2 separate regions of the Mus musculus genome follow, and region 1 is linked to region 2. A link is a contact called in public HiCAR-type data. All regions are on one chromosome and are shown on one strand. The core of a region is the stretch at or near the end of the contact, and the rest is flanking DNA. Distances in the headings are between cores, read along the strand shown.

Region 1 (7,678 bases), core at 237-2,736, 170 kb after region 2:
TCACATCATTAGAGATGTAAGAATTAGATCTAAATATTAAATTGTCTTTCACAAACACTATCTCAATATGGTAAATAATCCTAAGCAAAATAAATGTGGCACCGTGGAAATTATTTTTGTTTGCATTTTTCTGTAAAAAGCAAACAACTGTCTGGTTATTGCAGCATGAATTTGAATTTTAGTTATAAATTACTTCACCGATATGCTGGTTGACTTAAAAGTGCAGTGTAAAAAATCAATGTAGGTGTTGTTGAAAAGGATCTCAGATACCTGGAATCTATAATATCAGGTTTTAAGTTACACTTTGAAATGAAGAAACAAAAGCAATTAGCTTTCCTAATTGAAATGCAGAAAGCAGTGAAGTTATGTAGTAACCATGTGTCTCTGGTAGGGGAATTGTCTATGGAAGTTTAACACATGCAACTCAGCATTAACTCACAATATGAAAAAAAGAAAGTTCAATTATATTGAACTACATTTTGCAGGACAAATAACAAGAAAATAAACCAAATAAATGAATAAACAAATAAACTCACCAAAACAAAACCCCCAAACTATGCTCAGAGTATTGCAGGCTCCATATGTACTTAAAATTTCCACATATAAGACTCAGGTTATTGACTATTTATTGAGGAATTTTCACATTCATTGTACAAATATATCAACCCACCCTCAAATTATATACCTAATATGATGCTCCAAAATTCTGAAAATTTGTATACCACTTTAAGAATCACAAATTCAGCAGGGCACGATATTCATTAGCGTGTCAATACCTGGTATATTTTGGTTGACTGATTATTAAAGAATGATCATGAAATAGTTTATATAATAGCAGAATCAGATAAGCAGAATGAATCTTCATTATAATGTACTCATATCCAACAGTTTACTGACTTTCTGATCTGAGTATGAATCTGAGTCTATTTCCTAACCCTACTAATAGTCAATATTATTATTTATTTCTATGTCTACACTGGCAGGCATTTTTTCCATTTACAACCCGGTCATCCTGTAGCATCATTCTATGTATTTACATATTTCCTGGTCCTCCTGGGACAATATTCTAGCATAGTTCCCCACCTTCCTTCCTCAGCCCAGCTGCAGACTCCTCTCTTCTTTCTTTCTCAGTATGATTGAATACATTTAAAATCAACATCATCTCTTCCACTCGCCTTTCCTCTCCCATCTGCTGATGCCCACCCAATCCTTCTTTTGGAATCAGATTTAATATGAATCTTTAAAATCAAAATCATCTTCTGTTTCTTTGCCCTAATCCAGCAGCTGCAGATTTCTTCTCCCGGCACTGTTCTCCGTCTGCAGCTCACCAAAATGCTTCTTAGAAAAATATGCAGTTGTTTTTCTCCCCTATCCAAAAGGCTGGAACTTTCCTGGCTTCCCAATTATACAATTTATGCTTCTTTTAAGGATTGTGAAGATGATATTATTAGAAGTTGAGCGAATTGGGGCTGTGTATGGAAGGAAGGGAAGTTTCTTTAAGTGAATGATATTGGGTATAAAATGGCACATAGGGCTCTGTACTACTCATTCACATATAACCTATTCAAATACACGTAAATACACGTACATTCTGTAACAATCTGTGTAGATAAGTGAAGCTGAAAAGACCTCAGGTCCACTAAATCTTAAAATAAACATTAAGAAGGAATAAGTAGAAATAAGCAAACAAAGTTTTTTTTTTTAATTCTGGCAGAGAGTTTATTTATTTAGCAACAGCAATGCAGTTGCGTACACTCTCTCCAAATGTTTTATCTCTTTCTCCATAGCACCTGTCCCTGAGTGAATAGAGCCACATCTGTCTCATCTTGGCATAAGGAGTACACAAGTACATCTGTGAGTGAAGATTTCATTTCTGAAGGAAGCTGTGTATACTTCTGCACTCCTGCAGTCTGGAGTAAAAGAAGGTACAGTACATTTTGCATCCCGCTGAAAGGCTTCTCAATAGGAAGGAGAGAGTTTGAAACTGATACAAAAATACTGTTTTGAGTTTGGTAATGCTATGAACGCTACCTATGCATTAATAAACTATACATTACATAAACACACACATATATGTATATGTGCACATATATAATTTAGAAAACTTTTTTTTAAGAATGGTAATGGTCTGCATATTTGAAAACTATTTTCTGAAAGAACAAGATCATCAATTTTCGGAAAGGAATTCAAGATGCTAATTGATGCCAATTAGATTTCCTCATTGTGATAATTTAGGGCATTTTGTACTTTGCACACTTCAATTTTAATAAAAATATCCAATCTCTATGCAGAATCTTCCAATAATTAATAATGTACTGGACGAGGACCAGTGGCAGGTTATTGAAGGCACAATTTATAGCCAGTTTTAAAATATAATTCTTTTCTTTCTCCTAAAGTCACAGTTCCTGTGTGTTCTGGCACTAGAAAGGTGGTGGTGATGGGGTCACCCTTTTCTCTATTCTGCTCCCTTCAGTGTACTCTGTGTCCTAGTCAAGGTTCACTTATAACTGGTCTTTCTTGGTATGATTCACCATCATGCTCTACCTGGGCCTCTATTGAAGAATGCAAACAGAGCTCTGTGCCCCAAACTAGTCTCCCTCTAATCTTAGCCAAATATAATCCTGAGCACACTTCTAATTTCTGATTTCCCTGCTGAAATTTCCTTCCAAGGCTCCCTGTTGCGGTTATGAGAATGCCTCAATTCAGTTTCTGGATGTGGTTCCTAAGGTTCTTACACATTGTGGCACTGTCATCATGAGGCTCCCAGATGGAGCTCTCTCTCCACCCACACTCATTTCTATCCAAGCGAATCGTTTTCAGCTCTAAGATGCTTCCTGTTTCTCTGTGCTCATTTGATGTTATCCCTCGTAGTCAGCACAGTGCCACTCAGCACCCAGGCAGTCCTGACATACCCCATAACAAGTTAGGATGAGTAGAGTCTTGGGAAGGTTGTTGATTGATTATGAGCTCAGATTCCACCACCTTCCCTTTCTCTTCCCTCCTTTCTGTGTGATAGGATGTGGAGAATATAGGTTCAGCTCGGTGGAGGTGTTAGCAATGCTGCGACAGATGGGACAATGCTCTTAGGAAGAGTGAGCTGATGCAGAGTGATGCTGTTAGGAAGGAGGCATAAGAGTGGGCAGGATAGCCCAGTCATTTTGCTGTTCAGCACAAATCGTGAAAACAAATTTTTGAGATATTTTACTTTTATTTAACATTATCTCACAATATTTCTGTTCACAAATAAATTGACCCAAGACTTGAAAATATTGATTCAAGAATTTGAGACCTTCAAAGAGAACTCCATAACCTCTTCTGTTGTGGTTTCCCAGCGCTTTGCGGGTTGCAGATCTACATCAGGCATCTCAGCTTCCGTTCTACTCTTTCTCTGAAGTTTACTTATTTTCTTCTTGATCACTGCACACTGAGAAACAAGAACAGCAGCTCACCATGTCTCTGTCTGTTCCTAATGATAAAGGCTCACGTCTCACGTATCTTTTCAAATATCACCGTCTTCTCCAAGGCAAACCTGTGGTTATGAACTGAGCTGGGTTTTGGGTTTTTCAAGGTCAATGCCTGTCCCCAGGCAGCTACTGCAAGACCTTATTACCATCTCCACACTCCTTGGCCAAACCTCCAAACTGCTCTCATGTCTTGGACACTTTACTTTCCCCCTAAAACTGGGCTGCCTTCACATGGACACAGTTCTGACCATGGCCATGCCCTTCCTATGCATGATGGTATCTTTCTTCCTTTCTGTCTGCCTGCCTGCCTGCCTGCCTTCCTTCCTCTTCCTTCCTTCCTTCCTTCCTTCCTTCCTTCCTTCCTTCCTTCCTTCCTTCCTTCCTTTCTCTCTCTCTCTCTCTCTTTCTTTCTTTCCTTCTACCTGTCTTTCTGTCTTTCTTTCTTCCTTCCTTCCTTCCTTCCTTCCTTCCTTCCTCTCTCTCTCTTTTTCCATCTTTCCTTCTTTAGGTCTTTCTTTATTGGACAGTGATAAAAGCAAACTGCACAGTTTACCAGCACTTGCTGGGTGGTCACACCTTCCTTTTTTCTACCTGGCCTAGCCCACCTGCTATCTCCTCTCCTAAGCACCCATCCTGCCCCTGATAATACAAGTAATGTTGCATATAGAAAAATGTGCTCTGATAGAAATAGGAAATTTTTCTGCATCTATAGTGTGTCCAGTGTGTTTTGTTAGTTTTAGTCACCTTGCATATGCACATTCATAAGTTTTCTTTTGCAGTAGTATATTTCAAAAAATAAAAAAGCAGAAACATAATCTACCGTTCATGGCAGCATTCCCCACTTTTAGATGAACACATGTTAAAAATTTTAGTGTATACCCAAGAGAACAGAAATGGTCATTTCAATGAGGTGGGATGAATTATACATGTAGTGTATTTTGCCATAAATGCAACAGAATTATTTTTACCAATGAGTTGAGTTTGAATTTAGAAGTTTTAGAAGTTAATTCAGAAAATTTTTACATTGTGGAAAGTTCACCTAATTTTAAGCATATGTATCATTTATAGTGTGCCACAAGGGTTGTGCTTCTGGGCTTTAAATACTTAAACCAAGCCCAATGGCTCTCTCTTTTCTCCTACTGTCTGCAAATCTGGATCTAGAACACTCAGCTACCTCTCCAGTACCATGTAGGCCTGCGTGCACCATGTTTTAACCTTGATCATAATGGTCTAAATTTCTGAATATAAGCAAGCACCTATTAATTTTTTTATATGAGTTTTATTCCTCATGGTGTCTTTTACAGAAATAGAACAGTAACTAAAACAGATAACCACTAAAGATTTAGAATAATTAATATTTACATTTTCTTCCTAACCTTGGAGAATTTTATTTCCTGAACAGAGCTAGGTTGTACTTTTGAAAAACTGAACAAAATTTTGCTTAATTTGAAAAACAAAAATTCCCAAAATCAGAATTAAGGATGTAATATCATAATATTCTTAAAGTGTACAATGAAATGAGAAGAGTTGTTTGTGGCTACGAAATGGTGTTTGTTATTATATGCAAGTGTTATCTCTATGTTATAGTTATCTCAGAGTATTTTTAGTAGAGTGTTTATAAAATGATTATAGTCACATTTGGAAATATAGTTAAGAGGTTAGGCTTCACTTGAAGTTTTATATATTTATATATTCATCCCACTTACATCAAGTCATGCATTTAATCATTTTAACTGCAGCCTCAGCATCTTTACCTGAAGACTTTTCATGGTAAGTATATGACTTGGGCATACTATCTTTACATCTTCAAAACACAAATTTCTCTTTTATGAGTAAGACTGATACACCAATTTTGTGTTAATTGAACAGTAGTTAACAAGCTATAATGGCAAAGTCTAAGTCTTTCTTTGGCCTGTTTTGTGGTGATAAAGGGGTTAATCCTGGCTTTTGCATCTGCAATAGGTTTTAGTAAGAGAAATATCCAAGATGACAACAAAGGTTTAAAAGGCCATGCAAAATAGACCTTGAATTAGCTCCAAGGCAGAGACAGTCACAAGATAACCAATACCGACAAATTAAATATCTAATTACATCATAGAAAAAATGGAGAGTAAATTAGGGAGTATATATAAAATGTTTCTCAAGCTGTTTAGATAATATTAGAAGAAAATAATACTAGTCATTTTCACGGGGTTTGGGGAGATGGCTCAGTGGATAAAGTGCTTGCTATGCAAGTTTGAGGACCTGAGCTTGGATTCTGAATAACTATGTATCAAGGCCAACATGATGGCTAAGCCCTGCAATCCCTCTGCTGGGAGGTAGAAAGAGAAAGATCCCAAGGGATTTCTAGCTAGAAAGCCTGCCCAAAAGGTGAGCCCCAGTTTCAGTGAGAAATCCCATCTCAAAAAGAAAGATATAGCTGTAGTCCAGGAAGCCCCTGGATTGTGATGCCTGTAGACTCTGCAGAACAAGCATTGGAAACCCAATATTTTCACACACACACACACATGCTCATGCGCACATGTACTCATGCACACACACATACATTCCTCATGAACAAAATAAACTAATACTATTTTTCTCAAGGGAATCTTCAATTGTGTTCCATTCAACATGGTTCTCATATTATGTCCAATTGTAACAGTGGCAAATCTTGTGCTATTAAAAATTGAAAAGGATTTTGAAGACCTTTAATATTCTCCTTTAAATATCTATCTTAACTATACCTAATTTCTGACTTATTTCAATTTTTAAATGTTATAATGAAACATTAATATAAGATGCTTTATCTCGGAGGAAAAAATTCTGAAAATTTACATATAAAATATGTCAAGAGATTGCTAGAAGAGAAGTAATTTGCTTTATTTCTTTAGTGTATGAATATTATGGCTGTTTATCATGCCAAGAATAGGATTTTTATTGCTTAGATTTCCTGTTTCTGAAAAAGAGATTATTTTTGTAAAGTGATTGCTGTCCCAAATGGACAAGGAGAGTTGAATATAAAGTTTTAAAAGCAAAAGGAAAAGAAGAGGAGGAGGAGGAGGAGGAAGAACAAGAGGAGGAGGTAGGGGAGGAGGAGAAAGAAGGGAAAGAGGAAGGGGAGGAGAAAGAAGAAGGGGAGGAGTATGAGGAGGGGAAAGAGGAAGGGAAAGAGAAAGGTAAAGAGGAGAAACAAGGGGAGGAGGAGGAAAGAAAAAAGAAAGAAAAGGAGAGGAGGAGGAGCGGGAGGGAGGAGGAAATGGATTCATTGTTTTGAGTTGCTCTCATTGAGTATAAAGCTCTGAGTACTGTTTGAATGCCCTACCAGACCTGCAGAAGAAGCCTGGCAAATTTGAAGGTTATATGAAAACACTTTCCTCCCTTTCTTTTGGAGTTAGATTTAAAAGAGTTGCAATTAAACCCCGTCAGCACTCTGAACAGAAAATCCTGTGTATCCCTGCAGAATGTCCTTGGAATGCCATGCTGAGGGGACACAGCCATCAAAAAACCCAGCAGTGGCTTCTGCTTAGGACATGCTTTTATGTGACATAAATCTTTAAGCAAACTAAATGTATGGAAAACTAAAGGCATTCTCACTTTATCTGCCTCTCCTTGTGTTTTTCTCTGCCTGTTCCTGTCTCTGTTTCTGTTGTCTCTGTCTGTCAGTATCAGTCCTCTCTCTGTCTGTCTATCTATCTGTCTGTCTGTGTCTGTGTCTGTGTCTGTGTCTGTGTCTGTGTCTGTGTCTGTGTCTGTGTCTGTGTCTGTGCCTGTGCCTGTGCCTGTGCCTGTGTCTGTGTCTGTGCCTGTGCCTGTGCCTGTGCCTGTGCCTGTGCCTGTGCCTGTGCCTGTGCCTGTGCCTGTGCCTGTGCCTGTGCCTGTGCCTGTGCCTGTGCCTGTGCCTGTGCCTGTGCCTCTGCCTGTGCCTGTGCCTGTGCCTGTGCCTGTGCCTGTGCCTGTGCCTGTGCCTGTGCCTGTGTCTGTGTCTGTGTCTGTGTCTGTGTCTGTGTCTGTGTCTGTGTCTGTGTCTGTGTCTGTGTCTGTGCCTGTGCCTGTGCCTGTGCCTGTGCCTGTGCCTGTGCCTGTGTCTGTGTGTCTGTGTCTGTGTGCCTGTGCCTGTGCCTGTGCCTGTGCCTGTGCCTGTGCCTGTGCCTGTGCCTGTGCCTGTGCCTGTGCCTGTGCCTGTGCCTGTGCCTGTGTCTGTGTCTGTGTCTGTGTCTGTGTCTGTGTCTGTG
Region 2 (7,119 bases), core at 3,651-6,150:
TGGCAGTTGTAGCTCCTTATCCCAGGAACTGCCCTGTTAGAGCCACAACACATAGACCTTTATACTGTCTCCAGAGAAGATCCTGCTACAAATAACCAGGAGCATGCATCCCCATAAAACAAGTCGTACCAACTTGTTTTGCAGAGTTGCTATAACTGCTCAACTCGATTGACTGATAGTGATCTTTGTGACATGATTTTTTTTCCTGATTTAGATATTTATTGGAAACATTCAAAACTCTGATCAGCATTTTGACATTCCATTCTTGTGCCAGTTTATGCAAAAACTTGGCTTTTTGCGATGCCTTTCCCAGTTTTTGAATCTAAGTTGAGCATCACTGGAAGGATTGTTTGCTCTCTTCATAGCTACATGCGTGGCTCTGAGTTGACTTTACATATCCTATACCGACATTAACAATCTGTATTATTTTCATCACAGGCTCTGAAGTATTCGCCACTTCCAGCACAAGAAGTGATTTTGGAGGGATAAAAACATTTCAAATTTAGTTAAGAAAGATAATTTACCTGGCTCCGTGGCACACAGCTGTAATTCTAGCTGCTTGGGAGCCTCAGGTTAGATGGACAACGTAGCAAGAACCTGCCTCACAAGAAAAATAAAGAAGAAGCAGAGGAAAGAGGAGGAAAATGAGAAAAAAAAAAGAAGAAAGTTTTTCCACTACTTTCTCCTTTAGTCTCCTGTCAACCCATAATAAAGATATATAGTCCCTTAGCATTTTATATACAAAAGCAGAAGCATAAAATCTTATGGAAAGGGTCTTTTGTAGAGAAGACAGCATTTTGTCATTTTTCTCTTGTATGTGTGAAAAATGAGGTCAGGATGTATAAATGGCTCTCCCACAGGCACATTACTAGATGACTAAGCTAGAGTGAGTTTGTGAGTTTGGGGATTTTATTATTGTGAAGGAGCTGACTGACGGTTAGTGAGTATACATCAGGTGCTTACATAGTTAATGATGTTCAGTAGTATCATTGGAGTTCAGTTTAATTTAGAGACCTTTGGAGAACCAAAAAGTTTGCTTTAACATGTTAACTTTATTCCTGAAAGTTAATCTTTGCAAATAGGAATTCAATTCTTCATCTCTACGTTAAAATCAATGAAACAGTTTGTGTCAAATTTCTTTTAATTTTAAAACATTGTTTCATGTAAACACAAACAAACTGTGCAGCTAGCTTTATTAACTTTCCTTTTTAAAGTCATATTGTAGATATTATGCCAAGAGTCAAATCAGAAAGCAAGATCTCCACAGAGATAAGTTTGTTCATCCTGAGTTTATCTTTGTGCATGTGAGCACATATAAAACAGTTCACCTAGTCTAGCATTCGGGTTGCCATGGGTTAGTACAGTTCTTATTCTGTTAGCCTAACCTTCAATTTGCTGGGTTTTGAACTCAGAATTACAGCTTACAAATGCAGTTCACCAGCTGGTACAAGGGCTTCTTTTGAATTTTTAATCATATGAATTAAAGATTGCTGGAGATGCTATCTAAAGTTCTACTAAGAGTGAGATAATATATTGCAAGCTAAGTATAGATAAGTCCAAGGGAATGGATGCGAAAAGGTAATAGGGATAGTGACACCCTGGATTGTGTACTTTGAGTACCAAGTTGGGATCGTAACAAAGCATTCATTGAAACTGCACCTTAGCCAAGCACAGTGTTAGTTAACATTACACTGTCTGCCAGTGTAACATGTATTTTGCAGCCGTCTTCAAATGCACAGGAGTCAAAAAGAAGGGAACATAGATACAAAACCTCCATTATATCAAACTCTAAGGTGGTACAGAGAAACCATTCGGTGATAAACATACAAGGGGAATATTTGATCACTGCTATAGGACTTCTTTAAAACATCCAGATCTCTTGCTTCAGCACAAATGATGAAGACTTTTTGTAAAATTCCATGATTGCAGAACTTAGCATTATACGTTGTCAGTACCAAAGCAGAAAAGAATAGGAAGTATCAGAAGGCACCAGAATTGCATACAGTACAGTTAGGTTGTGTGGCGCTTTGCTTCATTTCTATGTCTATGTGTGTGTCTGCGCATATGTATGTATAGTGTGCTAAATAAGGCTGCAGAAATGTGCCTTTAAAATTTAGGAATGGTTTGAGAAACAGCTTAGGATATTTTCATTCCATTTCTACTCCCCAAATTCTTACTATTGTCATTTATTTCCTAGAAATCTAGCCCATATAATAAGATATATACAGAATAATAACAATTAATTGAATTTGAATTCTAATCTATTGTATGTGCAAACATGTTTGTGTTTGTGCATTTAAATGTAAGTGTGAATACACACAGGCTACCAAATGCATATGGAGGTCCGAGGACAAACTTGGCTGTGATCCTTGCTTTCCTCCTTGTTTGAGACAGCATCTTTTTTATTGGCTACTTGGCAGCTCAAAGATAGATGGTCCATGAGCTTCCACTGATTCTCCCATGTGTCTACCTCCCATTCTAGACACAGGTGAAGCTTTATATGGGTTCTGCGGATCTGAACTCAGCTCAGACTTTCATACAGCAAGCATTTTTGTCTAGTGAACCTTCTCTACAATCTGAGAGCTTAGTTTCTAGTAACTACTAGAAGATGCCTAGAATGTGGTGGTGATTTGAGTGGATAAAGATTTGTATCCGTTACTTTTTAAACAATAAAAATGTATATATGCATGCATTTTCCCTAAAGCCTTTCATTTTAATAATTTAAAAATAAACTTTCATTCTTGAGAATTTTATACATAAATACAATGAAGTATGAAATCCACCCACATTTTCTTCCCCAATTTTATTTTATTTTATATTTTGCAGTACTGAGAAACCAACCCAGGGCCTCATGTATAAAACCAAATGTTCTTTGGCTTGTCCTCATCCCCAGCTGGATTTTCTTTATTATTATCATAGCAAGAGATTCCCTATGAGGGTCACTATTTCAGGACACAAATTTTGTTCTTAATCATGTTAGCAAAATTTGGGGGAGGGGGAGAGTACAGGGCAATGCTTTGTAATTACCCAGGTTTACATATAAAATCTAAGTGTGACCTGTATCAAAATAGAATAAGTGTGATCAAAATAGAATAAAACGAGCAGATAAAATAACACCAGTCAAGATGTAATGAATCATTCATTGGCTTTTCTAACTCATAAGTCCATGAGTTCTTTGGTATATTGATAACCTGGAATAACCACCCTGCCTTTTCATAAACAGAAAGCTGCATGCATTCCAGTTTGTTTCCTCCAATTCTCCCTGTTCATAAGAGTGGATGTGTGTTAATAGACAGTCATGAACTATGTCCAAGACTGAAGGAAATGCTGATCTCTGAGTTCTCCAGCAGCAGTGTAACACTTTCCCCTAGTTTACTCAATGGCTTTGTGAAGTGAATGTGTTCTCTTTTCTGATACCAAGTCTTCAGTTAGACAGTTGACTCGTTTACCTTCCTTTGGGGCCAAGTGCAAACTTTGTTCTGTGTTTATAAATTTATAAAGCCAGATAAGCACCAAAGAAGACATAGTTTAGCCATTGACAAAGCTCAGGATTGGCCACAGAACAAGGAAATGCATGGAGACAACAGAACTGATAGGGCTCATTGTGGTAGAGCAATAGGCAAGAAGTAACAGAGGGGAACGGGTTTTGGATAGCTTTTTGAATACTTTTCTAACCATGTGATGAAATGGTCGCTTAAAGCAGTTGGCTGCATTTAATTATTTTTATTTCAATTTTATTTTTTTTTCATGTGGTTACTTCATAGACACATTTATTTTCCAACATCAGCTCCTTAGTAGTATAATATAGAATGCCTCATTAGCAATTGAAAATGGGCTTATATTCCTAGCAGGAATGTTCTGAATAATGCTTTTAGATATGGAAGGAGTTAGCAAGGGAGATTATAGTACCTCTGACTTTCCTCTGGAGAACTTTAAAGAAAGCAAAACTTTTTATTTAATCCACAAATTTTACATAAGTTCTATTCTCTATGCAGCTTGTACAAGCTCTCCTCGGTCCTATCTTATTCTATCTTTGCTTGGAAGTGCTGATTGTAAGAATAGAAAATGCCTGTTCTTGGAGCAGGTGGGTGCCACAGTATGCTGAGAACCTACCTCCCACGTGTGTCTCTCCAGTTTATAGAATGGTTTAATTCCCCAGTCCTTAGAGTGGTCAGATAAGTGCCTTGGTATTTAGAAGAGGCCTGTGGAACAAGAGATTCAACAACATTGGAGAATTTATCAAAATGCAAACTGAGGCCGGCTGCTATATTAGCTCACTGAGAAGCCTTGGGGTTCAGGGAAATGTTGCAGATCTACACTCAGATACACCAGTTCTACCATAATGGCAAAGGCTGCGTAGCTCAGCTCACTCTTGAAATGCCCGAGAAAGGATAGCAGAACAGTATTAGGTACAGAACAAACAAGTCCTTACCAGGAAACATCTGCACACTGATGGCAGCTTACATCTGTGTGAACCAGATTTTGTGTTTCTTGGCTCAGATGGGGGCTCATCTATAAATACTAAACAAATTCAGCAAATCACTGCACTAGGAAAAAAAAAACAACCAACCAACCAAACAAACAAACAAACAAAAACCTTTAAGGAGGCAGCAATGGGTCCCTGTGCTAAGACTCCTCCAGAGGGAAAGAGAATCTCTCCTGTGTAGAGCCAAGCCATGAATTTTGGCTGCTGATTCTTCCCTTAAAAATCTTTTCTATTTTTCATAGTTTATACTTTGCAGGTGGAAAAGCCTTTGCTACCAGAGAGAGGGTGGTTTCATCCCTCCCTGAAGAAATTTCCTCAGCCTGCCCATGAATTTTCTTAGAATGCTATCTTTAGGATATTCTAAAGAGAGGCAGACACCAGAAAGAGCAGCAGCTGAGATGCTTGCATCTAACTCAGATCTGAAGGATGAAACTGAAGCCTCCACCACAGCTGGAAGAACGGGGAGCCTAGCCTAGCACTGGCAATGGGCAAAATGGCTATTCATTTCCTCTCTTGTGATCTTTCCTCTTTCATTTTGAGAATCTCAATACATAGTTGAGACTTTTCCCAGATTCACAATCAACTCTGATTATCTCCCTCCTCTCTCCACTTTTCCCTTTTTAGTTTCTTGGATGCTGTTAGAGGAAGAAGATAAAAACTATCTGGCATGGAACATTCTCGTTTTCTTTAACATTTTTTAGGTCACTCAGTATTTGTCTAAGGCTTGAGAAAAAGGAGAAAATATGGTCAACGGATAAAGAAAGCAGAAGTTTGGTTTCTCTTCAAATATGTTTTCCATCTCTGACCTCATATGAAAACTTTGCGATGCATCCAGTCATAATATTTACACAATTTTAAGCAGGTAGTGACATTTTTTTGGTGACAAAATCTTTACAGTGTTTATCCTGTCTTGTTCTCCCATCTTTTCTGAGCTCTTTATTTTCCTTGGGATTTAACGTGTGTGGACACTTTAGTTTGAGTGAGCAGTCTAGAAACAGTTTCATTGCTTTAAACTATTGAAAATTTTTTGCCTACCTGAGCACCGACTCTTAAATTCTTTGCAATTATCTGAATCCTCAGCTGGAGCCCAACAAAACTCACATATTGTTAGGATTTCCTCATACTGGATACTGAGGGGCACAGCCCAGCCGCTCTGTTTTCCTTGAAGCACATTCCTTCTTCCTCCTTCTGTGGGCTGCTGCAAATTGTGCTTGGTTAAGAGATTTGTCAATAACTTATATGTGAACTGACAATGACATGGGTAGATTTGGGAACACCAACTTCGAGGTGTGAGGAAGAAAGAAATTACCAAGCGACAGAATTCCTGTACTTCCCGTTTACCCCACAAGCAGATGCAGGAACAGGTTGGAAAAAATGCAAAAAGACAGAACTAACAGGCTGACTCTACGATAATTGCATGCGATCAGAATGATGGTGTAGTCCCACACCTGGATCCAGAAACAAAATGCACAAGGATAGGGATGGGGGTGGGGTTGTGGTAAAATGACTTAGCAACAGCATGTGTGAAAGAAGCTTAGGCATTTAGTTGACAATAATCTCAGTAGGAGCCAACAGTAATGCGGCTGCCAAAAAGGCTGATGGGCCCTGAGGCTGTATTAATAGTAGTGCTCTGGTAGAATAAGAGCAATAACAGTGCCGCCTCTTCGAGGGGTTCTACTCACAGAGAATCTTTGAAGGATGTACTCAGCCCTGTGGGCCCCACCCACTTGGACCTGTTTACCAGAGTTGGTGACACATATCAGCAGTGTGAAGTATATTCTAAGGTCCAGTTGTAAATGCCATTAAGACTTATCTTTAGAAATTTGTAGTAAGAAATTTATGTGTCTATGTCTTAAAGTTAGCTATGAGGAATAGAAATAATCCACTCCAAGGCCCCGGCAGAGTGTACTCAGTATCCATAGAAATGAAGATTAGCATCAGAGGGGTATAGGGAAAATTGGGAACTTTTGGAAGAGATAGAGGAAACTTTGTAATTAGAAAGTCTAGAGAGTCCAAACGTTGGATGAACCAAGGGAAGTACTGAGATCTAAAAGTGGCTAGGCAATTGATTAAACAGCCTAGAAGGGAACCCAGATAAATAAATCGCTTATGGTTTTACAGGTAGAGAAATGAAACATTAAACAAAGACAAAAAACCCAATAGGTCTTTGAAGAAACAAACATTTTGTGAATAGTTACCTTCAAAACTCAGAAACTTTAAGCTCTCTAAAAGCTACATGGAGAATATTAAATAGCACCATTGAGTAGAGAGGTTGCTAAAATATCCGATATGCTAAAAGAGGCTTTTATTTCAAACTATTCAAAGACAATCTATTCCATAGTTCAGAACTATCACTAGTTAAAATTCTTTTCTTCTCTGAAGATAGATTTTGTAGACTGGGATGCTTCCAAATGTCCCTTTACACATCCTCTAGGGAGTTAAATTATACCATAAGTATCTTGTTTCTTTTCTCTCTCACCAGAACAGGTTTCTGTAATAGTCTATTTCAAGTACAGTGTACTAGCAACTTTTCTTTATACTCTGACAAAATAGTTAAGAAAGGCAACCTCAGAGAGGAAGGGTTATTGATTACAGTGTTGGGTTCTATACCTGTATCAGCATGGTAACTGAGA

What was found. HiCAR-type assays count read pairs that join an accessible place to other places.
Region 1: a contact with region 2 is called in a HiCAR-type map of PVALB interneurons, with 2.8 times the contacts expected there. The contact joins two enhancer-like sites. A contact is called at or near these places in 2 of 484 Hi-C or Micro-C datasets (cerebral cortex and embryonic fibroblasts) and 2 of 115 datasets of contacts at active chromatin or transcription factors (PVALB interneurons and neural progenitor cells).

Annotation. Positions count from the first base shown.
Region 1 is chr2:45,923,220-45,930,897 of GRCm38.p6, forward strand. No RefSeq gene overlaps it. Among named protein-coding and RNA genes, the nearest start is that of 1700019E08Rik, 230 kb to the left of the region's middle. Within about 2 kb of position 1,487, at least 3 of the 459 cell types and tissues checked have an H3K27ac peak or open chromatin away from gene starts, as enhancers often do. A contact at or near this core is called in PVALB interneurons, where this site is marked.
Region 2 is chr2:45,752,476-45,759,594 of GRCm38.p6, forward strand. No RefSeq gene overlaps it. Among named protein-coding and RNA genes, the nearest start is that of 1700019E08Rik, 59 kb to the left of the region's middle. Within about 2 kb of position 4,901, at least 10 of the 459 cell types and tissues checked have an H3K27ac peak or open chromatin away from gene starts, as enhancers often do. A contact at or near this core is called in PVALB interneurons, where this site is marked.